6 separate regions of the Mus musculus genome follow, and all the other regions are linked to region 1. A link is a contact called in public HiChIP or PLAC-seq and promoter capture Hi-C data. All regions are on one chromosome and are shown on one strand. The core of a region is the stretch at or near the end of the contact, and the rest is flanking DNA. Distances in the headings are between cores, read along the strand shown. Region 1 holds the start of Ahdc1 (AT hook, DNA binding motif, containing 1). Region 2 holds the start of Sesn2 (sestrin 2). Region 3 has its middle 12 kb from the start of Tent5b. Region 4 overlaps Slc9a1 (solute carrier family 9 (sodium/hydrogen exchanger), member 1). Region 5 holds the start of Slc9a1 (solute carrier family 9 (sodium/hydrogen exchanger), member 1). Region 6 overlaps Wdtc1 (WD and tetratricopeptide repeats 1).

Region 1 (4,773 bases), core at 953-3,452:
CAGATATGGAGATTGGACACTAGGTGGCAGCAGCATCCCGCATAATAGTTCATGTGCAGTTTGGGGGACCCCTTCCCCAACATACTTTGGAAAGGCTCCATAAGAAAAACCTGTCCCTAAATTCCAGGAAGGCTCTGCTGTGTTTTGTTTCTAGGAATCTGTAACCCTTTGGGGCTACCCACTACTTCTGCAGAGGGGACACCTGAAGCAGCCTGGAGAATTTGGAGCATATTTGGGAAATTCTACCTAACTTCTTTTTCGTGTGCCTTTTGCCACCTAACTAGCCATTCCCCCCGCCCCCTTTATGCTTTTCTTGAATATCGATTAGTCCCATCTTTCCTGGGGCTCTCTGCCACCAGTATGATCTCATCCCAACCTCTGCCTACATTTAATTCAAGCAGTAAGGGTCTTCCTATCCTTGGTAAAGGTGGGTGAGGCATTAGAGATGGGCAGACCTGGGAGTCTCTCACACCCATCAGCACTAAAGTTTGCCCTATGGGCGGCAGTTATGGCAAGACACCAAAAGTTCTGCTTGTGATGACCTCAGAGTTGAGTTTTGAAGCTACAAAGGATCGCTAAAGCACCTCCTGCTTTTATTAATGCCCGTTCTTATCATAATCAGTTCTTGGGGTTACTTTGTCTGCAAGCGAAGTGGCCCCTAGACAGAGGCCTCTCCAGCTGGCCACATGTGCCACGATGCCACATCAGTGGGTGTGCTTTTTAGAGCCTCCCCTGTTACTTGCTTTCTGGAAAAGTTTCAATTGCTCTATAGGTAGGGACTGGGAGAGATGGAGGGATGGTGAAGGTGGTGTGGATGTGTTGTTAGCATAATGTCACCATCTAAACATGTGTTGACTAGCAATTACCCTGCAAGAGCAAAGAAGGCATCAGAAGCAGGTGGATCAGGGAGTAAAGGCATTGCTAGAGAAGCTTAGGACATGGGGCAAGATGGACTAAGTTGGCAGACATTGGCCAAAGGAATGTCAGACACAGTCATGAGTTGGGATCAGCTCAGAAGCAGTCAATAGACAAGTAGCAGGGCAGTGATCACTGCATCACTCATCTGTTTCTTCTGCAAACCTTATCTACCTTAGTGCCAAGGGAGGACACATAGACACAGGGAAGAAAGATCAACAGTAAAGGATGGCGGGGACGCGGGGGGGGGGGGGTGGAGTAGAGGGAATCACCACTCTGTTACCGCCCAAGGGTTAAGGAAGGAAGGAAGCTTTGAAATTATCCAGATGCTGAATCTACCACTTTCTAATCGGGACACCTGGGCTCCGGAACTCTTATATCTAAAATAGAAATAAGGTCTCGTAGGGTTTTTTCTGCAAGGCTCCAAGGACCCCGTGCTGCCCGGGTGCTCAGTAAATGGCAGCCGCGGCAATTCTCCTTTCAGAGCTGTCCAGCCACCTCCCTGGGGGTAACAAAGCCTTCCTCAGAGGCGCACATTCCCATCTGTGGGATAGGCAAGGCAGGGGGCCCAGAGCCAGGGGCTGGAGAACAGATGTGACCTGAAGAGGAGGTAGGTGAAAGTGCTGCGCCCAACCCCCACGCCGCAGCAGGCGCTGGAGAACTGTTGAATTCCGCTCACAAACAATTGTTCAAATTCAGAAGGCATGGTATCTACACTTTGTCCAGAATTTTTTGCGCCCTCGCCGCCCGTGGACGACAATAAAAAGTAGGCGCTGGAAGAACTAAATCCAGGGCTGAGTTTGAGGCGAAGGGCCACGAAATGCGGAGGAGACTGTAGCGTTTCCAGAGCGGCTTTCTTGCCAAACGCCTCTTCTGATAGGAAAAACGTCCCCAAATTGAAAGTGTAGGTCCTCTCGTCTCTCCATGGGCCCTCTCAACGTGTTTGGGACACCCCAGAAAGTCGCAGCCCTTTTGGCTCATCCTCTGATGCCCGATTCCACTCATTTTATTCTCAGACCCCGCCCCTGCGCTACCACCCGCAACCTTGGCGCAGCCAGAGCCCCGAGTAGGGGCCTCGGAACGCCCGGAATGTTCCTAACCCTTGAGGAGGATCAGCAGTCCTAGATAAAACGGGATTCATCCGGGCCAGGGATACTCCGGCATAGGGTCCGCTCCGGGCCGCGCCGTCGGAGCAGCCGGAGTGGCCCCGCCCGCACAGCGCGCGGAGCGGCCGAACAGGGACTACAAGTCCCGGCGTGCTCTGCGCGCGCTCCCCCCTGGGGTTCCGGATGGTGAGCAGCGAAGGTAAGGCGAGCTCGCAGAGGCAACGGCGGCGGCGGCGGAGACGGAGAGAGGCAGGCAGGCAGGCAGGGCGAGGGCGAGAGACGGAGGGAGGGAGCGAGCGAGGCAGACCAGACAGACAGACAGGCGGGCGGGCGGGCCGAGCGAGCCACCCGCCAGGCTGCGCTCAGCCCCGCTCGCAGCGGAGAGAGCAGAAGGCAGGAGGAGGGAGGGGAGGAGGGAGGAGGGAGGGAGAGAGGGAATCCAGCTACCACCACCCAAAGCCAGCGTCTGCTTTCTGTCCTCATTTCCTTTTCCCACCCAGCTCGGAGAGCAGAGAAAGGCAGAGAGAGAGAGAGAAATAGAGACAGGCAGACAAACAGACAGACAGACAGAGCGGGAGGGAGGAGGGCGGCGGAGGAGGAGCAGGAGGACTACGCGGGGCGTCTTCCCTCCCAGGTTTGCAATTGGGGGGTTGGGGCGGGGGTGTCCAGGGCTGTGAGAGTGTGTGAGCGGCTGGGGAAGCGAGTGGGGCGCAGATAGCGAAGGAGTAATCGTGGTGGGGGGGACGCCGCGGGAGCGGGGGGCCGTGTCCAGCGGAGTTAGCGGCGGAGAATGTGAGCCGAGGCGCGAGCCATGCTGTCAGCGACGGCAGGCGGCTCAGGGCTCCTCTACGACTCCTCTTCCCAGCAGCCGGGCGCCCGTGTCGCTGCCGCCGGCGGAAGATAGACGCCCCCCGAAACCCCTCGCCTGGCTCGGACCCACGGAGCCGGCAGCCCAGCACTCCGGTAAGTAGCGCCTCCTGCCCAGCAATAGACGCGGTTGGGGACCGGCCGGCCAGGCTCTTTTGTGCAGCGCACTGTGGGGGGGCCCAGCGCCCCCAGTCCGGTCCGCCGGACCCCGTGGCTGCGGTGCCCGCGGTGCGATCGGTCTTTGTTTCCACCGGGGCCCGCGGCTCGGCTGGGCTCGGCTCGAAGCCTGGCAGGCAGCGCCGGGAAGGGGGAGGGGGAGGTGGACGGGGAGGGGGGGCGGGGAGGGGGGGTTCTCGGGTTTCCTGGCCGCCCCGCGGCTCCCCCGGCTCGGGGGCGAGGTGCGCGCCCAGAGCTGCCGCGCACCCCCTCCTCCTCCCCCTCCCTCCGCCTTTGGATTTAAAACTGCAATTTGCTCTCCAGCTTGCTGAGAATGTGGGGGGGGGGATGTAGGGGGACCGTGGGAGCGGAGAACAAGGCTGGATTTTAGGATAGGCGCTGGGAAAAGGGGAGACTGCGGAGGGAGGAGCCCCTCCCCTCCAGCCCCCAAATCCCAAGGTTCCGTTGGCGCTCTGGGAGTTGAGGGGCGGGGACCTAATGACCCGGAGGGGGTGTGGGGCGGAGGAGGGATTTGGGGGCGGCCTGGCCAGAGGGGTTGGGCCGCGTGCCCGGTTACCTGGCGAACAAAGTCGGCTCACTTTTGCATAAATAAATAAATAATCGTGTATCAATACGTTTCCTCTAGGGCTCTGATTGAATCGGCCCCCTCTTCCCCAGGGGGTGGGGTGCTGAGTGACAGCTGTCAGCCCCCTAGGTCGGGAGCTGGGGTGAGCTGCTGAATCTCTGCTTTCTGGCTGAGGGCGCCTTCCCTGGCTGGGTCTGGGTCCCTGGGCAGAGCCAAAGGGGCAGGGGGCTGGCTCTGAGACTAGGAGATAACCTTGTTTCCTGTTCTACAGGAAAAGGGACAGCAACCCAGAGTTTGGGGGCTGGGGACGAGGACTGATGGGAGCTGGGGGGGGGAGGGTTCCCCAGCAGCCTGACCCCCCCAGCCTCCTGCCAGGCAAAGGGGCCAGCTGAGGGAGGAAGGATGTGGGCCTTGCTGGCCGGAGGCGGGAGCTGGGGCTGTCCCTGAGGCGGGCAGCGGGCACAGATCGCACAGAGCAGGAGGAGGGAGAGAAGCGGGGGCGGGAATTCTCTACCGCAGACCCTAGGGGCCAGGGCCAGATGTGGAGGGGTGGGGAGTCTCCCCTCCCTCCCAGCTTGGGGGCCCTGGGGCTGGGCTGGGAGGGGCTGAGCCTGGTGCCCTCGGTTCTGCACCAGTGCTTGACTGGCAGGGCCAGCTGAATTTGGGCCCAGGCGTCACCCTGGGAGGCAGGGCTGGGCTGCACCAGCCTGGTCCCTGAGCACAAGGAGGGACCCTTGGGGGGCCTGTGCCTGTCTGGCTGGGCAGGCGTTTCCCGCTGGACCAGTTGGTGTCAGGCGGGACTTGGCCCCAGCTCCCTGGGCTGAGCTCAGGGTGTGAGGACAAGCTTTGCCTCCGGGTCAGGGTGGCCACATTCTGTCCGCTCTCGCTGTTGCCGCTGGCAGGGCAGGGGCATGAGCCCAGGCCTGGGCAGAGTCCTGCCAGGAGCATTCGGGGTGTTTCTATTGTTGACTTGTCCCCGTTCAGTGTGGCCCGGTGTGTGTGTCTGTGTGCGCCAGGGCTGTAAGTGAAAGATTACCAGTCTGTTCATCCCCCCCCCACCCCCCCCACCCCCCCAGCATGGGAGGAGCAGGCAGGCTCGGCTGTGGTGTTCAGCTGTGGAGGGACCCTCGAGGTAGCACATGC
Region 2 (4,773 bases), core at 1,540-4,039, 500 kb before region 1:
CCCTGCAGGAGGTTCCTAACTAGTCCCAGAGAAGGAAGGAGGTAGACAGAAAGAAAGGCCTCAGCCTATGGAACTAGCTTACCATGAAAAAGGGACCAAAAGCAGGATTAGTCAAAGGGGCTCATCTGGTGGAGGAAGACCTGCTTTTCTGACAAGAGAAGCTTGGGGAAGTTACTCTAGAATTTGAAAACATACTACCCAAGACAAGAGTCAGACCCTTGGAACTTTCTGGACACAGACAGAGCTGAAGTCCTTGACCCTCTGAAATAAAGTCTGAAACAATTGCGGGGACTATCCATCTGGCCCTCGAGTTTTGAGCACTAGAGTCTGGATGATCGGTACCCCATCTTCTCAGGATCCCACTTAAAACAGACATCTTTTCTTGAGGAGTAGAAGATGTAGAAAAAAATGTTGCAAACATTATCAGCTTTCCCCGAAACTGCAAAGTGACTTTCTTTTTCTTGTTTTTGTTTTTCGAGACAGGGTTTCTCTGTGTAGCCCTGGCTGTCCTGGAACTCACTTTGTAGACCAGGCTGGCCTCGAACTCAGAAATCCACCTGCCTCTGCCTCCCAAGTGCTGGGATTAAAAGCGTGTGCCACCACCGAGCAGAACAAAGTGACTTTCTTAAATCCAATGTGTAATCCTAACAGGCAGGAGGCTGAGGCAGGAAGATAGTCATAAGGTCAAGGCCAGCCTGAACTACAGAGTGAGACCCTGTCTCAAAGAGGATGGGCCTTCCTCTAAGGCATACCCAAGATCTACACAGACCACCTGAGATTTTCTTCCTACAGGCACAGCAGGCAGAGCGCTGTGCGGGCTCTCCTCCTCCCAGAGTAGAGAATAGACTCTGGAAGCCCCTTGAGAGGCACTGGGGGGTGGGGAGAGATGTCAGCTAAAGTCAGTCTTCCAGAAGCTAGCATTTTAAATACAAGGCCAGCCCCCCCCCCCCCGCAGTAAATATGTCCCAGGCACTCTTCATGCATTTGCTTGTATTTTAAGTTAATGTCCAACAACCTTTTAGAGATACTATCAAAATACCCGGTAAGAGACTGCAATCAAAAGCGATCGCTCAGCTGAGATAACCCATCCAGGGAGAAAGTGAAGGGTGGGACTGGAATCCAGCCCTCACCTCCCTCAGTGCTCTGGGGCGCTCACTAACAAAAACAACATTGTTCACAAGGCAGACAAAAGTTATCAGCAAAGAGGCTGAGGCGAGGTGTCCTTTCTGCATACAGATTCCTAAACCATATGAAGAAGCAACAGACTGATGGCTGCCTCCAACGACCCCCCCCCCCCAAGACATTTCCTCAGACATGGGCTGGTTTTAAGATCATACACCTTGGGACTACCACTGTACCTATTTCCAGCCCCGGCAATAGACCTTCCACACTGCTCTAGGCTTAGAAAATCAAAAAGGATCAGTATCTTCTGCAGTGCCAAGCATTCTCCAAAATCCTAGTCACACACAGTCCAGAGAATGAGGGCTAGGCCTCTCTCTGTCCCTTTCGGGCCTCAATTTTCTCATTCTGTAAAATGGGGTTAAAATACGTTTTGTATTTGCTGTCTTTGTCAGACAAAACCTATATCCTGGCATCTAGTAGGTGCTCCATACACGACATAGACTATGTCCACTATCGAGACTGCTGGGAGGGAGACGGGGGCTTTATACTGGCATTATACCTTGTCTCCCTGTGAAGTCTCTCTACGCTCTGAGGAGACAGCAAAACAAACTTTGAGGACCCCAGAACAATTTAATAGGAAGCAATCTATCAAGGGACCAAGGGTTATCCGCTTTCTCCCCTAGCTCTCTCAGGCTGCCGCCGCCGAGGATCAGGCCGCCAGCCAGACCCATAAAGCACTCGGACCAGTCTCCAGATCGGGGGTGCAGGTAAGGACTGAAAAAGGGAATCGACCTTCCCTGGTCAGTCCCAGGTGGTTTACTCCCTTCGCTGAGCGACAGGACCAGAAACCGATCCTAGAAAGAGCTCCCAGCCCGCCTGCCCCCACCGAGAGGAAGGGATTCTGCGGAAGGGGGCGGGGAGGAGGAGTGGTCGGGTCTCTCCGGCCGGGATTTGCCTGGACTTGAAGACGCTCGCTTTAGCAGAGAACAAACCCAAAGAGCCACGAGAAGGCGTCCCCTCTCATTGGCCAGGAGTCCGAAGGAGCCAGGGAGGGCTCCGCATCCCCCTCCCTCCCAGGGTGGTAGTGGGGAGGGTAAAGAGAGAGAGGGCAGTGGGGAGGGGAAGGGAGAGCGGAGGCTGCAGTTGATGCAACCCTAGCCCTAGCTTACGTGCTCTCAGACCCTAAGCCCGGGGGGAGCGCACCAGACTTAGACCGGGTCTGCCCGAAGCTCGGCGGTGGCTGGAGGAGAGCGGGTTCGCCCGGCTGTTGCTTACCTCTCGGGTCTCGGGGCCGGCCACACCACCCCTGGTGAACGGCAGGTAGCCCTTGATCTCGGAATGGCACTCGGAGTCCGCTACGATCATGGTGTACGCCAGGACCCGGCCGCGGCTCGTCCGCGCCTGGGACACCCGAGGGGTCTAGGTCGGGCGCGCACAGGAGGCCGGGACTAGGGGTCGCCGGGGAAGCTCGAGATCCCCGGGCTGTCTCTCGGGATTAGGAGAACCGGCGCTACGGCGATAGACACTCCTTTCAGCCCAGCTTGGAAAACTGCGGCCGGCCTCGGAGGCCTGAGATTGGCCGCGGCGCAGAGGTTTTCACGGCCCGGAGTGCCTCGGAAGTCCGCAGTGGCCAGCGCTGCTCGGGAAGCCGGCGCTCCTCACCATCCCCACCACGGAACTGCCAGCGCTCGCCCGGCTCTGTCAGCCCGCTGCGGTCCCTGGGGGAGGGCGGGGACACAAAAGTCCCACGGCGCAGCCAATCAGATGCCTGTTTCTCGGGGAGGCGGAGCCGACACCTCCCTCCGGAGCCAACCTTCCGTCCAATCAGCATCGACAAGCGCCTGGGAACTCTGGGAGCTGTAGTTGGCCTCGCACAGATGCTGCAAACTTTTGCATGAAGGCGTTAGTCAGGTCTCTGGCAATACCAGATGAGAGTGACAGCCCAAGGAGTCATTAGGGCTGCGTGATGAAACGGGACTTCACGGGGCTGGGCCAGACAGCCAGGTGTGAAATCCCTTCTGAGTAAGTTCTTCAGCTTTCCAGTTCCTGGAGGGACTGGTTAGGTCTGCAGAGAGTTCTAACCACACACATCCAGTTCTTCTAATTATAGATCAAAACCCACAAATTTGAAGCCAAGAGCCACCACCCTGTCCCCTCAGGCCCTGAGGGATCTGCACCTTCAGAAACACTAAACCAAGGAAATCACCTTATTTGTGGAGTCTCTGGAAAAGCCCTCACTGAAATACCCTTGACAATCTCAAATTTAATCTCAATCCTCATTGCTACAATTTCCCCTCTTCTGTCCTGCCTTGGGTGCCTTCACACCGCCTTCCACCCTCCAGGCACTCATGGAAACTTTGTAACTTAGGTGTTTGGCTTGATCTATTTCTCACTTCTCCCTCTGGCCACTCCTCTCTGACTCCTCTTTTTCCATCCACTCCCTAAACGTGGGTGCTCTCCTAGTTTCTGTTTTTAGCCCTCTTTTTCTCTAGACATTCACTCTCATGACTTCCCTACACTCACCTCTTCCATCCAGATCTCAGCACTTTACCCTTGATTCACCCATTCACTTCTACTCATCTCCTTCGCGGTTTTTCTTCAGGCCTCTCCCGTTTCAAGTTTCTCTTTATTCTGGTTAAGGAGTCCTAGACAGAGCTGGAGCTGATTAATCCTCTCAGTTCCTGCCTGAAATAGTCTTGAGTTTAGGCTTATGATACCAAAGGTGATCTCCTGACTTGGTCTAATGCCTTCTGTAGGGAAGGGAGTTCACCTGCATGCTCCTTAGAGCCCTAAACTCGGGCTGGACCTTTCTCTCTGTGTTTTAATACTTTCCATACTGTAACTTGTGTTGTCATATTCTGTGTATTTGTCTTATCTGAAAGTTTTTATTATAAACTTGTTGAGGGCAGTGTCTACATTTAGACTTTTTTTTTTTCTTTCTACCTTATGCCACCTGGCACAACGTGCTTCTAATAATATACCCTTGGCCACTGAATATCCCTTTGGGTTAATTCTTTTCTAAACAACTCTATATCAGATTCAGCTTTCTCCTTAAAAACATAGACTCAGCCGGGCATGGTGGCACACGCCTTTAGTCCCAGCACTTGGGAGGCAGAGGCAGGTGGATTTCTGAGTTCAAGGCCAACCTGGTCTACAGAGTGAGTTCCAGGACAGCCAGGGCTACACAGAAGCCTGTCTCAAAAAACCAAAAACAAATAAACAAACAAATGCATATACTCTGTGGGATGAGGATAGAGGATAATATTACAGTGTCCACTTAGGACCCCAAGGCCTTGGATTCTATTCCCAATACCACACAGACACACGAACAGAAATAACAATAATGTCAGTAGCCAGGCTACATTTTTTTTTTCAGTATTATTTCATCAGCTACTGAATAAAGTGAAACCTCTAGGTGGATCCTCAAGGCCTGCCAAGATACGTTTCAGCCTACATCTTCAGTCTTATCTGTCACACCCATGATCCTTCAACTTTTTCAATACTCCTCTGCAAGTTCTACTCCTTGAAGTGACAGGGAGCCTTTAGAGCTTTCATCCTGTTGGGGGCCTGAGTGAAGCCTTCAAGATGCTGCTCCCTCCGGAAGCCCCCTTCAGCCCTGCTGAAAAGTCACCTTGCCCCTGCTCCTCAACA
Region 3 (4,773 bases), core at 1,697-4,196, 460 kb after region 1:
CAAGCACGTGAAAGGACACGTGATGAAGGATTCTTTGCTAACAGAGTCCACCTTACATTGTGTAGTTGAGCTGCATTTGTCAGGACTCCATAGAGAGAAATGCACCAAAAAAAAAAACGTCTGGTGGTGTGCTGCAGTTTGTCGCCACTTCTGAGGACTCCGGCTGACTGGATGCACATGCTGAGGCAAGGCATGTGGAGGACAAGTGATGTTTGGAGGGTAGAAATAGGACTCCATGCAATGACAGCCACAGAGCTTGGCTTGCTGGTACAGCTGTGAAGGCTCGTGGGTCTCTCATCTTGCTGATCTTTGCCTCCCTGAAAGAGGCACAGCTGAGAACTTCTCCTGGTCACCCTCCTGGTCCCTCCAGCTGACTGGAGCCAAGGCTGAGCCCTGGCTGCCTCTGCTAGGTTGTGCCACCACTTTTGTTAACCCAACTTAACCACACTAGACTGCTGGTGTATCTGTGAGGTGTTTTTGAGGAGATCGAGCTGCCACTGCCCGCTAACCTGTGAACTGAACTGCCGATTTCCAGACGACACAGATGGGAGTTGCTCCAAAAAACCTTTCTAGGGGCTGGAGAGATGGCTCAGCGGTTAAGAGCACTGACTGCTCTTCCAGAGGTCCTGAGTTCAATTCCCAGCAACCACGTGGTGGCTCACAACCATCTGTAATGGGATCTGATGCCCTCTTCTGGTGTGTCTGAAGACAGCTACAGTGTACTCATATATATATATATATATATATATATATATATATATATATATATATATATATATATATAATAGATAAATAAGTCTTAAAAAAAAAAAGAACCTTTCTAAACAGGTCTGCTTCCCCCACCCCAACTCCCCCGTATTCTTTCTTTTCCACTACTTTTGTTGGATGGTGGGTTACAAGGAAGGTTAAAGTGTTTTAAGAACCATCATTAAAAATAACATTTGAGAGCCGGGCGTGGTGGCACAGGCCTTTAATCCCAGCACTCGGGAGGCAGAGGCAGGCGGATTTCTGAGTTCGAGGCCAGCCTGGTCTACAGAGTGAGTTCCAGGACAGCCAGGACTATACAGAGCAACCCTGTCTCGAAAAAAAAATTTTTTGAAAAAAATTAAAGTTACCCAGGTTTGGGGGTGTGGTTTAGGAACCAGAACTTTCCTCGCATGTGTAAGGCCCTGGGTTTGATCCCCAGGCCCAAAAATAAGCAGACAAATAAGAACCGTTAACCCCCTTCCATCTTCCTGCTGAGTGATGCACCTTTATCTTAGGAAATAAGGCTTAAAGGCAGAGTATAGCTTCTGAGGCCCTAGATCCCCTTCCCTCCTTGTCAGGCTCCTCTTTTGATCTGGAGAAGTCTTACCCTACCCCTGACCTCCTATACCCTAACTGCCCCTTGGGAGCTGGCAGGAGACAGCCTCGTGTCGGTCCTAGAGACCATCTGAGAGCTGAGGGAGGGGTGTGGGGTGTGGTGTGTGATGTGTGTGTGTGGTGTAGGTCTAGAGCCTTACCTGACCTGAGAGCAAGATCCCCCCTCTCCGTACTGCATCTCTGACATCCAAACCTAAAGATCTCATTGGCCCCTCGGAGCCCCCAGCGTCAAGTATGGCAATGGTTTGACTTCCCGAATAATGCAGGCCCAGGAGACCCAGGAAAGCTATCTTGGTACAGTCCAACATATAAGGTTCAACTCCTGGACCCGTTTCCTAGCTCAGATACTTGGTGTTAGTGATGTGGTGTCTCTGGGCAATAACAGCAAATTTGTGAACGTGGTGGAGGCAAGAAAGCACCCCAGTGAAACACTTTGGGGCCAGCAAACTGGCTCAGTGGATAATGTGACACAAGTCTGAAGACCCAAGTTCCACCACTGGAAAAGGTAGAGACAAAGCCAGACTGCATGGAGTCAACCTTTGACCTCTGCATGCTAGCCACAGCAAGTGCTTGCCCATCATACATACACATCCCTTTCTTTTTAAAAAAAAATATATATATTTTTATCTCACGTGTATGGATGTTTTGCCTGTGGGGATACATGGGTAGCACTCACATACCTGGTGCAGAGACCAGCAGAGGGTGCTAGGTTACCTAGAACTGCAGTTGCCTGAGTAGTGAGTCTTTGTGGGTCCTGAGAACTGAACTCAGGTCCTCTGTAAGAACAGCAAGTGCTCTTAACCACTAAGCCATCTCTCCAGCCCCTAGACACATACTTTTTTTTTTTTTTTTTTTTTTTTTTTAGTTTTTTTTTTCTTTCAAGACAGGGTTTCTCTGTGTAGCCTTGGCTATCCTGGAACTCACTCTGTAGACCAGGCTGGCCTCGAACTCAGAAATCCGCCTGCCTCTGCCTCCCGAGTGCTGGGATTAAAGGCATGTGCCACCACGCCCGGCTTTTTTAAAAGTTTTTTAAGTTAAAATTTTCAAAGATTTTATTTTTCAAGTTATACGTATTTGTGTGGGTGTTTCTACGTGTGTGCAGGTACCTTCGAAGGCTAGAGGTATTGGATTCTTTGGATCTGAGTTCCAGGTGGTTGTGAGACGTTTAATGTAGATTCTGGGAACTGGACTCAAGTCCTCTGAAAGAACCCGAGGCTCTATTAACCACGGAACCTCCAGCCCCCTTGGAAACTTTTATAATTGAAACAAGCACTTTATAAACTATAAATCTGTTGTCCTGGCAGGGAAGGGCGGAGCAGGGCAGGGATCATTCTCTGACCTCACTCTGAAGCGCTCACAGCCTCCCCAGGACGCACCGGTTCCTCACCCAGAACTTTAGCTCTCCGAGGCTGCCTTCTTGCAAATAGATCAGGATGGAGAGACAGTTGGGTCGCCTCGGCCTCCAAACTGCAGGAACCTAAACCAGACAGGGCAGCGAATGACGGAGAGAAGGGAGATGACAGAAGGGAGCCAAGGGAATCCACGCCAGGGCGGGGATTTACCGACCAGGCAGAGGGTGGGGCGCTGAGGTTCCGCCCCTCTGACGTCAATGCCCGAGCCTCCTCCCTCGCCCGCGGTGTGTTCCTAGGACCCACGGCTCCCGTGGGAACTGCTGTGTCTGCAGCTAGTGACCAGCCGTGTGGGCGCGGAGAATGAGGCTGAGCGGCAGGGCGAGCCCAGGACGGCGCTGCCCCTTGGTCAAGTCTGGGAGGGGACAGCTCTAGCCCAAGGGCCTTACACAGGGGTCTGTGTGCTTCGCGGGGGGCGGGGGGGGCGGGGAGTGACTGCTTGCAGCTAGGGGAAGAGCAGAGGGGCCATGAGTGGAAACGTACTTCCAACTCCCTCCGCGGGCAGGTAACTTCAGAATCTGCAATAATCGGTCCCCAGCTGACTCTTAGGGATGCCTGTGACAAGTCAGGCTAAGTACATACAGGTCAGAGACAGAGGGACCCTGTAATTACTTCCCAGTATTTCTTTACATTTCAGTTAACATATTGATTCCTCCTCTTCCCCCTCCCCCTCTCCTCCTCCTCCCACTCCCCAACTCCATCTTCCTCCTCCCCTTCTTCTCCCCATCTTCTCCCTTCTCCCTGTCCTCATGGAGCCTGGAGTGGTGACCCAAGTCTGAAGTTGGGAGGTAGAGGCAAAAGGGTCAGAGTTGTAAGACCACCGACCACCTGAGATCTTGGCTGTCCCCCATTCACAGCTCAAATTGGGAACGCCTCCATAGGCTGTTCTGTGTGACGAATTGAGTTCTACTGAATAAAGACAGGTTACAAAGTATTTGTTAGAGGGGCAGTAGAGCCCAGTGTGGCGGCACATGCCTATAGTTCCAGCACTTGGGGGAAAGAGGCAGCTTGGTCTGCAAAGCAAGTTCCAGGACAGCTGGGATCATTACACAGAAAAGCCCTGTCACGAAAAAGGGGGGTGGGGGAATGGAGGGGAGGCGCGATGGCGGAGACCCTGGAACCCATTCCTGCGCACTGGCTGCTGTTTTTAGTCTAGTCATCCAGGCCCCAAGGGGACAGAAGTGAGTGCACTTCAGGACCTCAGTTTCCTCGCCATACTCATCCAGTGTCTCCACCTGCCTCCTCTTTGATTGGACGGCCTGAGTAGCGCTCATAAGAAGGCGGGACTTCACTAGCTGCCCAACTGAGAGAAGTGGGGTCAAGTTCCTTCCAGCACTTGGCTCTGCCAGCCATTCTATCTTAATGGCCTTCGCTGGCTTGTCTTCAGTCCGGCTGGGCTTTCTCATGGTCCTGCCTTTCCCGTTCGGATCTCTCTCTCCCTACTTTCTGCTCTTCTCCACCAATGAGCAGACACACCACGCCTGTCTGAAACTTGCCCCAGATTATTAGCAAGTTAGCACTCTCAGGAGAGTGAGTGGGCAGAGTGATGCCGAATGCCGATACACTGGATGTTCCACGCCAGTCCTGGAAGTAGCCAGCAGTTCAATGAAGATGAAAAACCCAGGCAGAGCGAAGGCAAGTGAACTGCACCCAGGCCACAGAGCCCTTAGGAGGTCAAAGTGAGAAATTTGCACCGGACTCCCACAGCACCAGGCTTTCTGGGAAAACAGGAGCGTCAGCTTTCAGTGATCTTAGGGAGAGCCCAGTGCAAAGTTTCACCCCAGGGGACCTGTCTAAGGCCAAGTTTCACCACTTCCTGCGAGACCCGGTTACTTAAGGGGCTGGGCATGGAGCTCAGTTGGTAGAGCACTTGCCGAGCCACATAGGTGAGGTCTTGGGTAATACAGCGACACCATGTAATCCCAGCTTTCCAAGAAGTAGAGGCAGAAAGATCAGAAGTTCAAGGCTATCTGCAAATTGAAGGTTAGCCTAGGAGACTGCC
Region 4 (4,773 bases), core at 1,017-3,516, 390 kb after region 1:
CCCTCATTTCCTATAGCATCTTTCTGCTTCTCTCCTTCAAGGAAGGATCCTGGCCCCTCCTGACTTTGGGACAAAACCTGCTGTTTCTTCATTTCTCTGCAGTGCCTTCTACAGCGCAGCCTTCTCTGGTCACGCTCATCTCCTATCTGCTCAGTCCAATTACTGCCCCTAGAGGCCTGAGTGACAAACTATCCCCATTGTCCCGGGGTGGGGGTGGAGTGGGGTGGGGGGAGGGACAGGGAAAGGTCCTCGAGCATGCCTCTCACCATGTCTACCACCGTTCTGGGGTTCTGTGTGGTCCCAAGCTCCTGCCACACCTGCCTGCAGGGACTCTGCTACCCAGGGCCCAGGCATCCTACGTCTGTCCGGGAGAGTGGAGTTTTTGCAAAGCCTAGCACATCCACGACTCTTGTGACCTGTAGGTTTGCTCCCTATAGGGGAGCTTTGTGGTTGTACAGGTCACAAGGACCTGGCCCCTTGGGGCCTCTAGAAGGTTTGTGCTCTATAGCCTCCCTCCAAAAACTAACAGGCACTGGGTGCTTATGTGGTGCTGCCTGTGTGCGGAGCCCAGGTCTCCTGGCCTCTGCTCCTTCTCCATAGCTCTATCCTCATGCTGGCAGTCTATTTTGGGTTAGAGGTGAGGTGTGCAGAGATGGGATGGTGCCCTTAGCTGACTATTTTGAGCTCTTCGGCTGCTTAGAACACAGCCCTCCCAGGTGGAAATGGTTGTGAGTTCCACTTCTCAAATGAGGAACTGAGTGAGAGCTTAAGTACCTGGCATAAAGCCGTTGCTAGTCAGTGGCGGGAGAGAGAGCATCCTGCCGGCCATGGAGCCTCCCTGATGCATCACTGGGTCTGGGGTGAAAGTCAGACCGGCTTGCTGCTTGTCCTGGTGACGTCTTCCTCCTCAGCCATCTTCACCAGCCCCTGCAGCTTGTACACGGGTCAGGTCTCCCGGCCCCAGAGTGCTGGCTGCCCTGGTCTGGAATAGCTGCCCCTGGGTTAGCTGCTTTGTTGACCCTTGAGTCCTGGCCTCTCTAGGGCCTGGCATGGAGCTGGCCTGAGTTTTCAGAGGTGTCAGGCAATGTATGAGCTCTGTTCCAGCAGAAAATGGGACCCTCTGCTTCTACACCCATGTTATGCTGCTGTTGAACCCAAGTCAGGGCTAGTGAGAGTCATGGCTGCAGAGAAGGCCACACTCTCTGATGTTCAGGGTGGACATCAGTGTCACCTTGAGTTTCAGAGCACTCAAGCCTGTTGGCTTCCCGGCTTCATTTTGAACCCTGGTTTCTATCCCTGAAAGCAGAACATTTGTCAGTGTGTGGGTCATGTTTTCTTCAGCTGCCTTGAGCCATAGACATTGCCTATATCTGCAGGAGAGGAAGAACGGAAGCTTAGAGAGGCAAGGTTTGTTATGAGCACCCAGTGTGTGGTAATCTAGAAACTGCGACCCAGGTTTCCGCTCACCAGTGTGGGCCTGTCTCTAGCCCTCTCTCCCTCTGACTGTAGCTGTAGTCTCTCAAGGCATCTGAATGGGGGGTTAGGGCCTCCTTCCTCGATCTGGTATCATGCAGGGGCCATTGCTGGTTTCCCTGGAGCCCAGACTTCATGACCATGTGACCAGACCTCTCTTTGAGATTCCAGGATGCTGAGCCTGGGTCGTTGGAGCCCTGTAGGCTGTCTTGCCTCCGTGGATTGATTGAGACTGTGCTCACAAAATGATGTTATACCCCTGTCTCTGGGTGAGCACTGGACTGGGAGTCAGCAGGCCTGGCTCTCTTTCTTCATCTGCTATCCACTGCCAAGGCTTCATGCGAGAACCAGAGAAAGTGGGGCTTCATACTCATCTAACTAACAACTTCCTCTCTAGCCTGTGTTGCCATGTGTTCCCAACAGAAATATTCTGCCTGTACCAGCACACTGTTCCTCTCCGTTCTGCCTGTTGGGTGACTCTCTGCTCTCACTAGCAAAGGACAGTTGCTAGGACAGATAGCAGTCTGGTTCCAAAGTGATCAGACAGGCTCAGCGGCCAAGCTTGAGCCTTCTCATCACGTGTCAGGATCTGAGCTTGGGGCTGGAGAGTGCAGTGGATGAAGGAGACTGAAGGATCCTGCTGCAGCAGGTCGCGGCAGCAGTCACAGCGACTTGGGTCAGTGAAGGGCTAAAGTCACAGGTCTAAAAGGAAGAGCCAGCTCTGCCCCTGACTAGCAGACTGATCTGTGAGGGACTAAGGGCTGCGGCTGTCTTCCTGAGTAAGCCAATACCACCCTAGTCTGGTTCCTTGCAACCCTCTGCCAATCTGTGTGGCAGCTGAAAGTGAGGCTCTGTGACTCACCTTCTGCAGGGGGTTTCCTGGAAAGGTTCTCTTTGTGCTGAGTCCTTTTTGCCACTCCTGTGCCACCTTGCCATCTGTGCACAAGTGCTGTGTGGCACGCACAGTGCGTTGAACTCACTGTGGTGCTTCTGACTTAGGCCAGCCTCAGCCTGAGAGGCCGACTTAGGAACCACAGGTATTTGGTGTGATCAACTTCCGTTCTGTCTTGTGTCTGCATTTTGCAGACTGTATCTTACCCCACCAGAAAGAAAAGAAAATCTAGCATTTCATAGCTCTGACATTTCTAACAAGCATTGGAAAGTTTTGAAACTTGAGAGCATTGTTTCTCCATAGCCCCTGCCACACCTCAGATATAAGGCAGAGTAGCGTGTGGAACTCCCACTACAGCCCCGAGACAGGCCAGGCCGGCACTGCAGTGGTTGTGGGAATGAGAGCCCAGCTGGGCAGCCACACAGTGAGCGGAGCAGGCCATGGGAATTAAAGGAGGACACAGTGGCTGACACTCGATCACTTCCAGGTTTTGTGTAAGCTCCAGCATTCTGCTTTCCCTCCTTCTCACCTCAAGGTTGAAAGCCGGGGAGCCGAGACAGCCTCCTCTGCCAGGAATGTCATTTAGATGTTTCCAGTGTCAGTGGTGCCATGAGGTGAAGGTGCATTGAAACCAGACACCAAGGCCGTGGGGTGATACTGCCAGTGCTGGCCCAGGCAGAGCCTGTGTGGGACTCTAGGTAGAGGATGTCCGAACCCCCCCCCCCCTTCACTCTTCACTAATGCCTCTGCAGGGAATTGCTCTGAAACTGTGGTCTGGGCACAGCCATACTACTGTAAGGTGTCTCCATAGGTGTGAGTATGACAGAGGACTAGGATCTCCCAGTGTCGGTCACCCCAAACACTCTGTAGCCTTGGCTGTGTGTCCTTGGGACAAGGAAGAGGGCATATTCTGGTCTTTTCCTCCTGTACCATTTGTTTGCTTGTTTGTTTTATATTTATTTATTTATTGTATGTATATGAGTACACTGTCACTCGAAAAGGGCATCAGATCGCATTACAGATGGTTGTGAGCCACCATGTGGTTGCTGGGAATTGAGCTCAGGACCTCTGGAAGAGCAGTCAGTGCTCTTAACCACTGAGCCATCTCTCCAGCCCCTCATTTGTTTGTTTCTTACAGGAACTTGCTTTGTATCCCAGGCTTAGTTGGAACTTACTATGGAGCCCAGACTGGCCTCAATTTCATGTTTCCAAATGGCTTACAGACACACACCATCACACAGTCATTTTATGATCTTTAAAAAAATTTTTAAATTACATTAAATTGGGGGGTGGTGGGGCATGAGTGCTGTGGTGCATGTGTAGGGGTCAAAGGGCAACTTTTGGGAATTGGCTCTTACCTCTCACTTGGTAGGAACCAGGGATAGAGCTTGGGTAGTTGGGCCTCCCAGCAACTGACTTAGCCTGAGCCACATTGGCAGTGGCCTGTTCTAGGTCTCTTTCTAACTGAGGATAATAATCGCACTATTGCGTTAGCTTCCCTGAGACAACCAAGTGCTTTGCAGTAACGTGCTTAGTGTCTGCTCCAGAGGGGTACTTAACCATTTATGCATAGCTTTATTTCAAGATACTTTGTTTTTGGTTTTATTTCTGTGTGTGAGTGTGTGAGTGTGTGTGTGTGTGTGTGTGTGTGTGTGTGTGTGTGTGTGTGTGTGTGTGTGTGTGTGTGTGTGTGTATGCGTATGTATAATACTTGAGGAGGCTGGAAGGCGTGAGATTTCCCTAAAGCTGGGATTAAAGGGGGTTGTGAGCCGCCTAATGTGAGTGCTAGAAGCTCAAATTGGGATCCCCTGACAGAGCAGAGCAGCAAGTGGTTTTTGTTGTTGCTGTTGTTGTTTTGTTTTGTTACTCCACAAGGTCTCAGTATGTAGTGTTGCCTGGAATTCACTTTGTAGACTAGGATAGCTTTGAACTCAGAGATCCACCTGCCTCTTCCTCTTGAATGCTGGGGTTGAAAGTATATACCTGTTCACCTGGCTGGGTTTTTTTTTTTAAGTAAATATTTATTTTATGTCTAAATGAGTGGGTATGCCGTGTGTGTCTACACTGTATACATGAAGGTGCCTACACCTGTCAGAAGAGGGGATTGAATCCCTTGGAGCTGAAATTTCCTGAAATGGGTTCTGGGAACCAAACCCAGGTCCTCTGCAAGAGGAACAAGTCTTCTCAACTGCTGAGCCATCTTTCCAGCCCCTTTTACATAATTTTAAAACTTAAATTTACTGTTTTAACTAATGCATGAAAAACTGGGACTCTGTAGTGGAGAGTTTGCATAGCGCACTAGAAGGTGCTGGACTCTATTCTCACACTTGAAAATAAAACAGAGCATAGCAAGAGAAGCTGAAAGGTTTTAAAGTCTCCAAGTAAACTCAGCGCTGGGGCTGGGCTGC
Region 5 (4,773 bases), core at 1,653-4,152, 360 kb after region 1:
GTGCATTTTATATGCTAGGCAAGCACTCCAGTGCTGAGCTATGTTCCCACCACCTTATTTTATTATCATTATTATTAATATTATAGATTTATGTATTTATTTTATGTATATGAGTACACTGTCGCTGTCTTTAGACTCACCAGAAGAGGGCATCAGATCCCATTACAGATGGTTGTGAGCCATCCATGTGGTTGCTGGGAATTGAACTCAGGACCTCTGGAAGAGCAGTCAGTGCTCTTAACCTCTGAGCCCAGTCCTGCATTATCTTTTATATCATTTTATTTTGAGGCAAGCTCTCCAAAGTTGATCATGCTAGCTTTGAGCTCACTCTGTAGACCTTGCAGGGTTTGAACTTTCCATCCTCTTGACTCAGTCTCCTGAGAAGTCTCATCTCAATGCCAGATGGCAAGCCTGGCTTGTTCTGATCTGTGACCTAGAAGTCATTCCCTTTTCTCACCTCCATTGGAGCTACTGTTTGTCTTTCATCTGTTCTCAGTATTGTCTTAAAGTGTTGGGGATCGAACCCGGGGTGTTGCTCATGCTAGGACAGCTGCTCCATGATAGTCTCCGAATCCCATAACACACCCCTCATGTGTGTATGGGTATGGTATATGCATAGTGTGTTGTGTTGTGTGCAAGTGCATCAGCCTTGTACAGGCAGACGCCAAACTAGGAATCATGTTTCCTGTGACCTTTCCTTAGTCTCTCAAGATGGAGTCTCTCACTGAACCTGGAGCCAGGCTGGTGGGCAGCAAGCCCTAGCAATCTTTTTTGTCTCCATTCTCCAAGGTACGAGGGTTAAAGGTATGTGGGCATACTTGGCTTTCTTGTTCTTTTCTTTTAACTCTGAGAGCTGGGGATTTATTTGAATGATGGTCCTTAGCCACTAAAGCATCTTTCCAGGTCTGTTTCTGAATCTTCTCTTTCTTTCTTTCTTTCTTTCTTTCTTTCTTTCTTTCTTTCTTTCTTTTCTTTTCTTTTCTTCTTTCTTTCTTTCTTTCTTTCTTTCTTTCTTTCTTTCTTTCTTTCTTTCTTTCTTTCTTTCTTTCTTTTTCTTTTTTTTTTTTTCCGGTCACCTCCCAGTGTCTGAATCTATTCCTGGAAAAACGTGGCAAGGTTCAGAAAAGTCAGAAATGTTTTACACTTGGTTGTCATATCACACTCTTGTTACTTGAAAACACCTTTTTCCAGATGGAAAGTACACAAACTCTGAAGGCATGGTGAACTCCCACAACATAACTGCCTCTGAGTAACTGGGTATGGACCACCCAGTGAAGGAACAGGACACTCCCAGAGCTGGGAAGCTCACCTTGAGCTCTGGAGCTGACCCTAATCACCATTCACAGTCCCACTCCACGCCTCATGCCTATGTCCCTAGCTCAGCAGAAATCCTTGTCAAGAAAGTTCTGAAGAGATTTGTCAAACGAAAACAAACCCCTCTAACAGCCCCTTGAACAAATCACCTTGGATTTCTCGGCTTTAATTAACCTTTCCATGAAACAGGATGGCATTTGAAATGATTTAAAAACTTCTCAGTCTGGGCTCAGCGGTGGTGTGCTTACCTAGCACGCACAGGGTTCTGTGTTCAGATCCTACTTCTGAGGGGGGGGGGAAGAGTTCTCATGATTGCACCATGTAGACACAATGTCTCGACCTTTCTGAACTCTAATCAATATCATTCATTCAAATTCCAGTTCCGGCTGTGTGTGGTGGTGCATACCAGTAATCCCACTTGAGAGGGAGAGGCAGGAGGATTGCCAAAAATTAGAAGCCAGCTGGGCTACATTGTAAGAATGTAGCCTTTCGCACAAAACAGAACATGCCCCTTCTGGAAGCTGTTTTCTGTCTGCAGATAATAAAAATCCTTCTTTTCTCTTTAAACCAGACAGACAGACAGACAGATAGACAGACAGACAAAAACAATACCCAGCCTCTTACTTTTTGGTTGTTTCACTACTGTTATGAGTTGAAACACGCCCTTTCAAAAGAAGCTGAAGTCCTACCCCTGCCCACCCCTCAGTGCCCGAGAATGTGGCTTTATTTAGATGAGGGGTTTTGTTGTTGTTGTTGTTGTTTTAAATCTCTTTGAGACAGGGTCTCCCTACTGACCTCAGCCTGGTCTAGAACTCACTTTGTTACACAAGCTGACGTTGAGTTAAAAATTCCTCTTTCTTTAGTTTCCCAAATGCTGGAATTACAGTTTCCCACCGTTCGTGGCTCAGATTGGGTTTTTGAAGTTGATCAAGGTAAGGTACGCCATTAGGGCCAATTCCTAATTCAATTTGCTTGGAGTCCTTTTAAAGGGGGAAATTTGGACCTAAAGACGGATACAGGGAGGCTGGGGTTATGCCGCCACAGTCAAGGGAAGCCAATACATTGCCATCAAAGCACCTGTGGCTGGGATGCAGGAACGGATTTCAGCTCACACGGTCCTCAGCACAGGTCAATGCTTGGGAACATACAGAGTGCAGATTTCTAGCCCATTTCATTCATTCATTTAACTTTATTTTGTGACACTGGGCATAGGAACCAATGGTAGACAAGCACTCTACCTCTGAACCACGATCCCATCCCTTTCATTCTAAACATTTCTCATAGATCACCTCATTTAACCATCTTGTTATCCTTTTGTTATAGCTATCCATCTCCACCTTACAGTTGAGAAAGCTGTGAAACAGAGAGGCTAAATAACTTGTTCAAAGTCACATGCTAACAAGAAAACACTTTGTAGATAGTACAGTATGTCACTCGTGTTAGATTGTACTTTTTTTTTTTTTTTTTTTTTTCCAATTTAGGTCTCGGCTTCCTCTTCTTACGTGACACTTCCTTCCCTGGGCGACAGGGGCCGCTGCACCGCGCGGGCGCTGACAGGTCTCTCTAGCTTGCTGCGCCTGCTACTCGTTGGTGCCTATAAATGGCTGCGCTGTGCTCAGCGAGGCATCAGTCCGCTACCGCGGGACCCGGGGCTGTGTCAGGTCTGGAAGTGGAGCTGGAGCTGACCGAAGGAGCTGCCGCTGGGCCGGGGTGGAACACAGCTCTGCACCGGGGTCTTAAGGAGGGGTGTGTTGCTGCTGGCTCACTGCGAGCCGCCTCCAGCCTGCGCCGAGGCACCTTCCCGCCAGGCCGTCTGCCTCTGTCTTCCGCCTCCCTCCATTTCCCCGGAATCTCAGCCCGGCGCGGCTGGACCCTGGCTCTCCTGTGGGTGGGAAAGCCCCAGCCTTTTTCCTGCTATACTCCTTTATCCCAGGCTGGCCTTCCAGCCTTCTCTCGCCTTTCCCTGCGGAGTGGGTCTCACCCTTTTCCGTCTTTAGCCCAGGCTCCTTACCCCTCCCCTTTAGCCGAGTTCCAGCACCCTGGTGATTTTCCTTAGCCAAAGGTCCTATCCTTCTTCCTCCTTTCCCTTGCCCGTGGTCCAGCCTATCCGGCCCTTCCCCTCTCTTCAGGACGCAGTTTCCCCGATTTCCTTCTCTCAGCCTGAAGTTCTAGATCCTTTCGGTTTCCTCCTTAGTCCCTCCAAGGTACTTAACCCCTTTTTGCAGTTTGGACTTTGAGATTGTGAATCTCTAGAAAACGAAAATACTTCTCTAAAACATGAACTTTTCCTAGAGATTGCCCCAGTCTCACCCCATCTGCAGGACTCCTTGCTACCTATGTCCCAGGTCTTACACGCACTTCGCTAAGGGCTGAGGCCTCCTAGGCTGGGGGATCAGTATGATGCTTCGGTGGTCCGGCGTCTGGGGATTTCATCCACCTCGGATCTTCCCCTCCTTGCTGGTGGTGGTTGCCTTGGTGGGACTGCTACCTGTTCTCAGGAGCCACGGCCTCCAGCACAGCCCTACTGCCAGCACCATCAGAGGTTCTGAACCACCCCGGGAACGCTCAATTGGGGATGTCACCACGGCACCATCAGAGCCTCTCCATCGCCCAGATGACCACAATTTGACCAACTTAATCATTGAACATGGCGGTAAGCCATCTCGGAAGGCCTTCCCAGTCCTGGACATTGACTACCCTCACGTGCGCACACCCTTTGAGATCTCCCTCTGGATTCTCCTGGCCTGCCTCATGAAGATAGGTAAGTGCATGATGGTGCTGTTGCTGCCACCACCAGATAGGTGAGCTTCTTGCCCCACTTGTTACCAGGTTCTGCTTCTCAGGCTCTGAATGAACCACTTCTGCAACGCGGGCGGGCAGCCTCTCCCTCCTTTTTGTTGGTCCTTAAACTCCAGCTCTGGCCTGTGAGCTGGCATTATGTAGCAGGAGGGAGGGTCAGGAGCGTGCACGAGATGGGATGCTTCTGATATTGGTTTCAGAAAAGCTGCCAAGGCTTGGCTGGTCTCCTACAGCTGGGATGGGACCTAGAGAGGAGGCAGGTGCTTAGCTATGTGTAAGACAGGAATATCCTTTAGCAAGTGGCCCTTTCTGTCCTGTCAACAGGAATCAGTACGGATTTATTACATTCTTTGTGAAAGGGTGTTTTAGGACTTGGCCTGTCTAAGGATTTTGCGTAGAGTAAGGAACTAGGTACAAGGCACTTAGGTGTGTGGTAGAACACAGGGATCCCCAGAGACTTATTTACCTTCATCCCCAGAGTGATACCTCTCAGCTTTGCCTGCCAAGGCCAGTCAGAAGCCCCTGAGTCAGGTCCCAGTCCAGAAATGCCAACCGTTATCCAGTTCATAGGAATGGCTACAGCCAGCCATTTGGGGATGGCAAGAAAGTAGAGGAGGTTGAGGTTTGGTTCAGGTTTGTACCCAACTGACTAGAGACGGG
Region 6 (4,773 bases), core at 1,606-4,105, 300 kb after region 1:
TTATGGTAAAGCACTCAGAGGAGGCCCAGCGGAGGGCTAGAAGTTCACAGTCATGCTCAGCCAAGGACCAGAGGTTCCAGCCTGGAATTAAAGGAGACTTGTCTCACAGGGACAGGGCTCCAAGGTCTGTAGGGTCCTCCCCACCTCCTCTCAGCTAAATTCCCTTTTATCAAGGGAAAAGATTCATTTCCTAGGGGCTGGAGAGATGGTTCAGCGGTTAAGAGCACCGACTGCTCTCCCAGAGGTCCTGAGTTCAAATCCCAGCAACCACATGGTGGCTCACAGCCATCTGTAATGGGATCTGATGCCCTCTTCTGGTGTGTCTGAAGACAGAGACAATGTATTTATTTATTTATTTTTAAAGATTTATTTATTATATGTAAATACACTGTAGCTGTCTTCAGACACACCAGAAAAGGGAGTCAGATCTCATTACAGATGGTTGTGAGCCACCATGTGGTTGCTGGGATTTGAACTCAGGACCTCTGGAAGAGCAGTTGGGTGCTCTTACCTGCTGAGCCATCTCACCAGCCCGAGACAGTGTATTTAAATAAAACAAACAAATAAATCTTTTTTTTTTTTTTTAAGATTCATTTCCTAGGCCAAGGTAGAAGATCTATGCTAGGTGTTTTTGTTTTTGTTTTCTCTAAGATCTATGAATGTTTTGCACGTCTGCCCTTGGAGGTCAGAAATGGAGTCCGATCTGCTGAACTGGATTAAGCCCCCATGGAGTTCTGGGAATAGGGCGAAAGGCAAGAACTGACTCATGCCAGTGTTCTCATGCCCTCCACATGTATGAGGACATACATGCACAGCATGGCAAATGTGTCCTCCCACACTAACAAATGTATACAGATTTAATAAATATAAATGGATCCTGAGTTGGCCCATGGTTTTGAGAAGAACAGAGAAAAAGAGACCACTCTCCAATGTTCACAGCACAGGACATGCTATACCATACAACCACCCCACAGCCCAGGCCTGCCACGGGGCTTGTTTGGCTCACCTTGACAGAGAAGATATTTGCTGTGTGTCCTGTGTGCATGGACAGCAGCTTCTTGTGGTGCAGTGGGTCCCACACAATGGTGTGCTGGTCGTCGGAACCAGACGCCAGCAGGCTGAGGGTAGAATTAGGAACTCTGACTTCTCAAGGTCCCCGCTACCTCTTCCCCATTCCCAGGGGATAGGAGTTGGGCACAGATAACTCAAAGGACAGTAGATGTTGCAGGTTAGCTTATAAATATTACTAGATTATATTTTACTTTGTTAAGAATCTCCAATATTCTCCCAATACATTGGCTTACAGTAAAACAGGGCTTGGATGTTACCCAAGCTTCTATCTATACTTGAGTTACTAGTCAAACTGTATTGACAGTCATGAGATAAGCTTAGGATGGCACAGAACGGAGCCCATCTCCGCTGCTCTGGCCCCTCCCTTGCCCCTGCAGGTCATACTTACTCTCCTTTCTCATTCCACTCCAGACAGTTGACACAGCCTGAGTGTCCCTGGGGGAGGAAACAGAGGGTTAAGAAATGCACAGTTCCCTGGGAAGCTCAATGCCAAGAGCTTAGGGTTAGGCAAGCAAACCACCCTACCTTCAGCATCTGCCAGGGACCTGTGGGGGGCAGAACGAAAATGCTCCCCTTTACAGCATATAAAGTGCTTTCCCACGCACTGTCAGTGGACACTCAACACGAGTTAGTAAGGCGGGTTTCTTCTATCCCACCTTGCAGGAAATTCATACATAGAAACTATAAAAGCTGAAAACTGTCTGTCCCTATCCCTGGAAGGCACAGGCACATCTCCTTCAAGGGACAAGTTTAGGGCCAGCATGCATGCAGCATCTTGAGGCTCCATTCCTGTATTCCTCTACCCTCACTCCCTACAAAAGGTGAATCCTAGAGATTAATGTAAAAAGATAATCTTGAGTTACCTTGAGGGGTTTACTTCAGAATCAGAAGAAGTGGGGCTGGAGAGATGGATTAGTGGGAGATAGCAGAGGACGCAGGTTCAATTCCCAGCACCCACATGGTTGGCTCACAAATGCCTGGAACTCCAGTTCCAGGGCATCTGTTGCCCTCTTCGAATCTTTGTGGGTACCAGCACATGAGGGCAAAATGCTCATTTGTATACATGAAATAAAACAAATCTTAAGAAACAGAGCCAGGCATGGTGGCACACACCTTTAACCTCAGCACGTGGGAGGCAGAGGCAGGTGGATTTCTGAGTCGGAGGCCAGCCTGGTCAACAGAGTGAGTTCCAGGACAGCCAGGGCTACACAGAGAAACTCTGTCTCAAAAAAAAAAAAAAAAAGAAAGAAAGAAAGAAAGGAAGGAAGAAAGAAAGGAAGGAAGGAAGGAAGGAAGGGAAGGAGGGAGGGAGGGAGGGAAAAACGAGGCAGTCAACAGTACATAATAAACTTGAACTTACAAAGAGCAGAAGGTATGAGGAGTGGACCCTAGGGTTTCTCGGCAAAGGAGATGACATGACTAGACCAGGCAGGCTTCTCTCTGTCTCTTCACTCTGCCCCTGCCTAAGGGCAGCAAGATTATCACTGACTGAACTACCAACTTCCTGCCTAAAATCAAACCAAGTGTCTTGGAAGCACAAATTCATTTTTCTTGCCACAGTAAGAGGTTTTGAGGTTTAGTTAGACCTAAACCAAACAGTACAGGGGAAACAGTAAAGCTTATTTGGCCATAGCAATCAGCTGAGAGATGAACCTTGACCTGGAATCAGATGCCAAGAGGGAAACAGGCACGTGAGTCCCATTCTCAGGAGCTCTGGATACACAGGTGCTTCCATGACGGCCAGGCATGTGGACGGATGGACGGCTGCCAGGCATGCAGATGGACGGACTGTTCCAAGTTGTTGCAATTCTGCCACCTCGAGGGCAAGCAGCCTGGGCGTGGAGTCAGCACCCAGAGGCAGGCCTATCCCATAGTTGTGGAAGATGGAGCCAGACTGACTATAGCAGCAGACCCTGACGCTGACCTTCTCCTGCCCCTCAGTCCATTTCTGTTTAGGAATTCAAACTGGGCAGCCCGTTATCTGTGGTATATAGCATCCAAACCAGCAATTGCAATCCATTCTTCAGGTATCCGAGAGCAGGACCTTCCTCCAAGGCGTCTTGCCTCTCCTGTGCTCGTGGGTGGGGGCAGGGCTGCTTTCCTGTTGGCTGTTATGCTATCCTACAGCTCCGCAGCTCTGTGACTTTTCCTCCACCAGATAGGCCTGAGAAAGCAGGCTTTGCGGATTACACTGCATCTCCGAAGCCAGCTACAGTGTCTAGCAGGTATCTGCTGCTTAACTGACTAGATGCATCTGTCCAGTGGGACTAGTGAGGAGAACTGAGAGGTAGAGACACACCTAATTCCCAGCTGAGACACCTCAGTTGTACATTCAAGGCTGCCAGTGCCCCTGCAGACCTAAGGCCTCTTGCCTTCTCAGACACTTGGTTGCAACCCCACACCTTTATCTGAGTCAAAATCATTTCTATCCTTGTGCCTGAAGCCACAGCTTCATCATGGAGCACCAATGGCCTTGAGTGACTGCTGCTTATAGTGAGGGCAAAGCTGAATACTGGTATAGGCAGAATAATGGTCTCTTATTGATGTCCTGCCATAATTCTGAAACCTGCAAACATCTAATATCTGAAGTGACAAAAAGAACTTTGCAGATATGATTAGGGTTAGGACCGTGCGATGGCCTGAGATCCTGGACTATCCAGGTAGGCTCAGTGCAGTTACATAAACACTTAAATTGATAGCTGGGTGTGCTGGCTACAGAGGAGCAGACACAGGTGTGAAAGGACCGGACCAGCCGCTGCTGGCTATGCAGCAGAAGGAAGGGCCAGGAGCCAAGTTTAAGAAACTGGGAATAGCAAGAAAAGAAATTCTACTCTACCCTACAGCCTCCTGGAGGGACAGAGCTGCCAACACCTTCTTTTAGCCTGGTGAGATTTGTGTTAGACAGTTCTGATTTACAGACCTGTAATGTAAGCCAGCTGTGGTGAAACAGCTCTATCTTAGCACTTGAGAGGCCGAGACAGGTTGATCTCAGAGAGAATTTGAGGCCAGCCAGAGCTACACAGCAAGACACCACCTCAAAACACTAAAAAACTAAAAACAAAGATGAAACAGGAGCTGACAGGAGGTGAAGAGAGAGTGCAGGGCTCCCAGATTCCAGGGTTGACTCTCAGCACCCACATGTTGACTAACAACTGCCTGGAACTCCAATTCTGTGAGATCCAACACCCTCTTCTAGCATATACTATTAGGTAAAACATGCATATACATAAAAATAAAATACGCTATTTAAAAACTATGCCAAGTATTTGTTTTCAAAGCACTCACTGTGGGTTTTTCTTTTTTCATTTACCATGTGTGTGTATCATGTCTTAATTCTTAGCCAGCCCATCCCTGCTTGGAGACAAGACTTTGATATTTAGCTCTGGCTGGCCTTGAATTCACAATTCTTCTGCCTTATCTTAATACTAGAATTAGTATTTTTTTAAACTATGTTTATGTATTTATCTTTAGGGAGAAGCTTTGGGGCCTAGGGAGTAGCTTTTGGGCCAAAGTGCATATACAGGGTCAAAGGACAACCTTCTCAAGCCAGCTCTTTCCTTCTGCCACAGGTAGCAGTTCTCTGGGCTTCGTAGTAAGGGCCTTTACCCACTGAGACATCTAGGCCTCCCCAGACCTATCTATTTATTTAGTGCCTGTGTCTGTATATGTGTGCCATGGCACAGGTGTGGGAGTCAGAGGACA

What was found. Promoter capture Hi-C pulls out the DNA fragments that hold promoters and counts their contacts. HiChIP or PLAC-seq counts read pairs in DNA pulled down with a chosen protein or histone mark. Capture Hi-C pulls out chosen DNA fragments and counts their contacts.
Region 2: a contact with region 1 is called in an HNF4G HiChIP or PLAC-seq map of pancreatic cancer cells. The contact joins the promoter of Sesn2 here to the promoter of Ahdc1 in region 1. A contact is called at or near these places in 2 of 115 datasets of contacts at active chromatin or transcription factors (extraembryonic endoderm stem cells and pancreatic cancer cells).
Region 3: a contact with region 1 is called in an H3K4me3 HiChIP or PLAC-seq map of bone marrow-derived macrophages, with 4 times the contacts expected there. The contact joins the enhancer-like site here to the promoter of Ahdc1 in region 1. A contact is called at or near these places in 10 of 39 promoter capture datasets (the 3T3-L1 cell line, cranial neural crest, embryonic stem cells and 5 more), 2 of 15 datasets of contacts at CTCF or cohesin (embryonic stem cells and large pre-B cells), 18 of 484 Hi-C or Micro-C datasets (B cells, the G1E-ER4 cell line, the HPC-7 cell line and 10 more), 13 of 115 datasets of contacts at active chromatin or transcription factors (bone marrow-derived macrophages, craniofacial prominence, embryonic forebrain and 7 more) and 2 of 9 other capture datasets (embryonic stem cells and liver).
Region 4: an H3K4me3 HiChIP or PLAC-seq map of stem cell-derived neural progenitor cells shows a contact between it and region 1, with 4 times the contacts expected there. The contact joins the enhancer-like site here to the promoter of Ahdc1 in region 1. A contact is called at or near these places in 5 of 39 promoter capture datasets (cranial neural crest, embryonic stem cells, hippocampal neurons and 2 more), 5 of 115 datasets of contacts at active chromatin or transcription factors (astrocytes, embryonic forebrain, embryonic stem cells and 2 more) and 1 of 9 other capture datasets (embryonic stem cells).
Region 5: a contact with region 1 is called in a promoter capture Hi-C map of adipose tissue, with 2.6 times the contacts expected there. The contact joins the promoter of Slc9a1 here to the promoter of Ahdc1 in region 1. A contact is called at or near these places in 6 of 39 promoter capture datasets (cranial neural crest, embryonic stem cells, frontonasal cranial neural crest and 2 more), 1 of 484 Hi-C or Micro-C datasets (CD4 T cells), 9 of 115 datasets of contacts at active chromatin or transcription factors (the SCID.adh cell line, astrocytes, embryonic stem cells and 5 more) and 3 of 9 other capture datasets (adipose tissue, embryonic stem cells and liver).
Region 6: a promoter capture Hi-C map of liver shows a contact between it and region 1, with 5 times the contacts expected there. The contact joins the enhancer-like site here to the promoter of Ahdc1 in region 1. A contact is called at or near these places in 25 of 39 promoter capture datasets (the 3T3-L1 cell line, 3T3-L1-derived adipocytes, the C10 cell line and 14 more), 7 of 15 datasets of contacts at CTCF or cohesin (CD8 T cells, the NIH/3T3 cell line, embryonic stem cells and 3 more), 128 of 484 Hi-C or Micro-C datasets (the 3T3-L1 cell line, 3T3-L1-derived adipocytes, the 63-12 cell line and 73 more), 41 of 115 datasets of contacts at active chromatin or transcription factors (the 230-238 cell line, CD8 T cells, the HPC-7 cell line and 27 more) and 3 of 9 other capture datasets (adipose tissue, embryonic stem cells and liver).

The regions. Positions count from the first base shown.
Region 1 is chr4:133,009,304-133,014,076 of GRCm38.p6, forward strand. It overlaps Ahdc1 (AT hook, DNA binding motif, containing 1), which reads left to right and starts at 2,203. Exons shown (of 7, transcript NM_146155.3): 1 at 2,203-2,220; 2 at 2,887-2,984.
Region 2 is chr4:132,507,667-132,512,439 of GRCm38.p6, forward strand. Sesn2 (sestrin 2) reads right to left here and starts at 2,790. Exons shown (of 10, transcript NM_144907.1): 1 at 2,398-2,790. The coding sequence starts at 2,487.
Region 3 is chr4:133,465,280-133,470,052 of GRCm38.p6, forward strand. No RefSeq gene overlaps it. Among named protein-coding and RNA genes, the nearest start is that of Tent5b, 12 kb to the right of the region's middle. Within about 2 kb of position 2,947, at least 213 of the 459 cell types and tissues checked have an H3K27ac peak or open chromatin away from gene starts, as enhancers often do. A contact at or near this core is called in bone marrow-derived macrophages, cardiomyocytes, cortical neurons and 6 more, where this site is marked.
Region 4 is chr4:133,397,370-133,402,142 of GRCm38.p6, forward strand. The region is part of intron 1 of Slc9a1 (solute carrier family 9 (sodium/hydrogen exchanger), member 1); the gene reads left to right. Among named protein-coding and RNA genes, the nearest start is that of Mir5122, 30 kb to the left of the region's middle. Within about 2 kb of position 2,267, at least 91 of the 459 cell types and tissues checked have an H3K27ac peak or open chromatin away from gene starts, as enhancers often do.
Region 5 is chr4:133,366,833-133,371,605 of GRCm38.p6, forward strand. Slc9a1 (solute carrier family 9 (sodium/hydrogen exchanger), member 1) reads left to right here and starts at 2,903. Exons shown (of 12, transcript NM_016981.3): 1 at 2,903-4,075. The coding sequence starts at 3,712. Mir5122 (microRNA 5122) reads left to right here and starts at 2,944; the gene lies at 2,944-3,032.
Region 6 is chr4:133,312,301-133,317,073 of GRCm38.p6, forward strand. Wdtc1 (WD and tetratricopeptide repeats 1) reads right to left here. Exons shown (of 16, transcript NM_199306.4): 4 at 1,460-1,506; 5 at 1,007-1,118. Among named protein-coding and RNA genes, the nearest start is that of Wdtc1, 25 kb to the right of the region's middle. Within about 2 kb of position 2,856, at least 13 of the 459 cell types and tissues checked have an H3K27ac peak or open chromatin away from gene starts, as enhancers often do. A contact at or near this core is called in VIP interneurons, cerebellar granule neurons, cerebellum and 3 more, where this site is marked.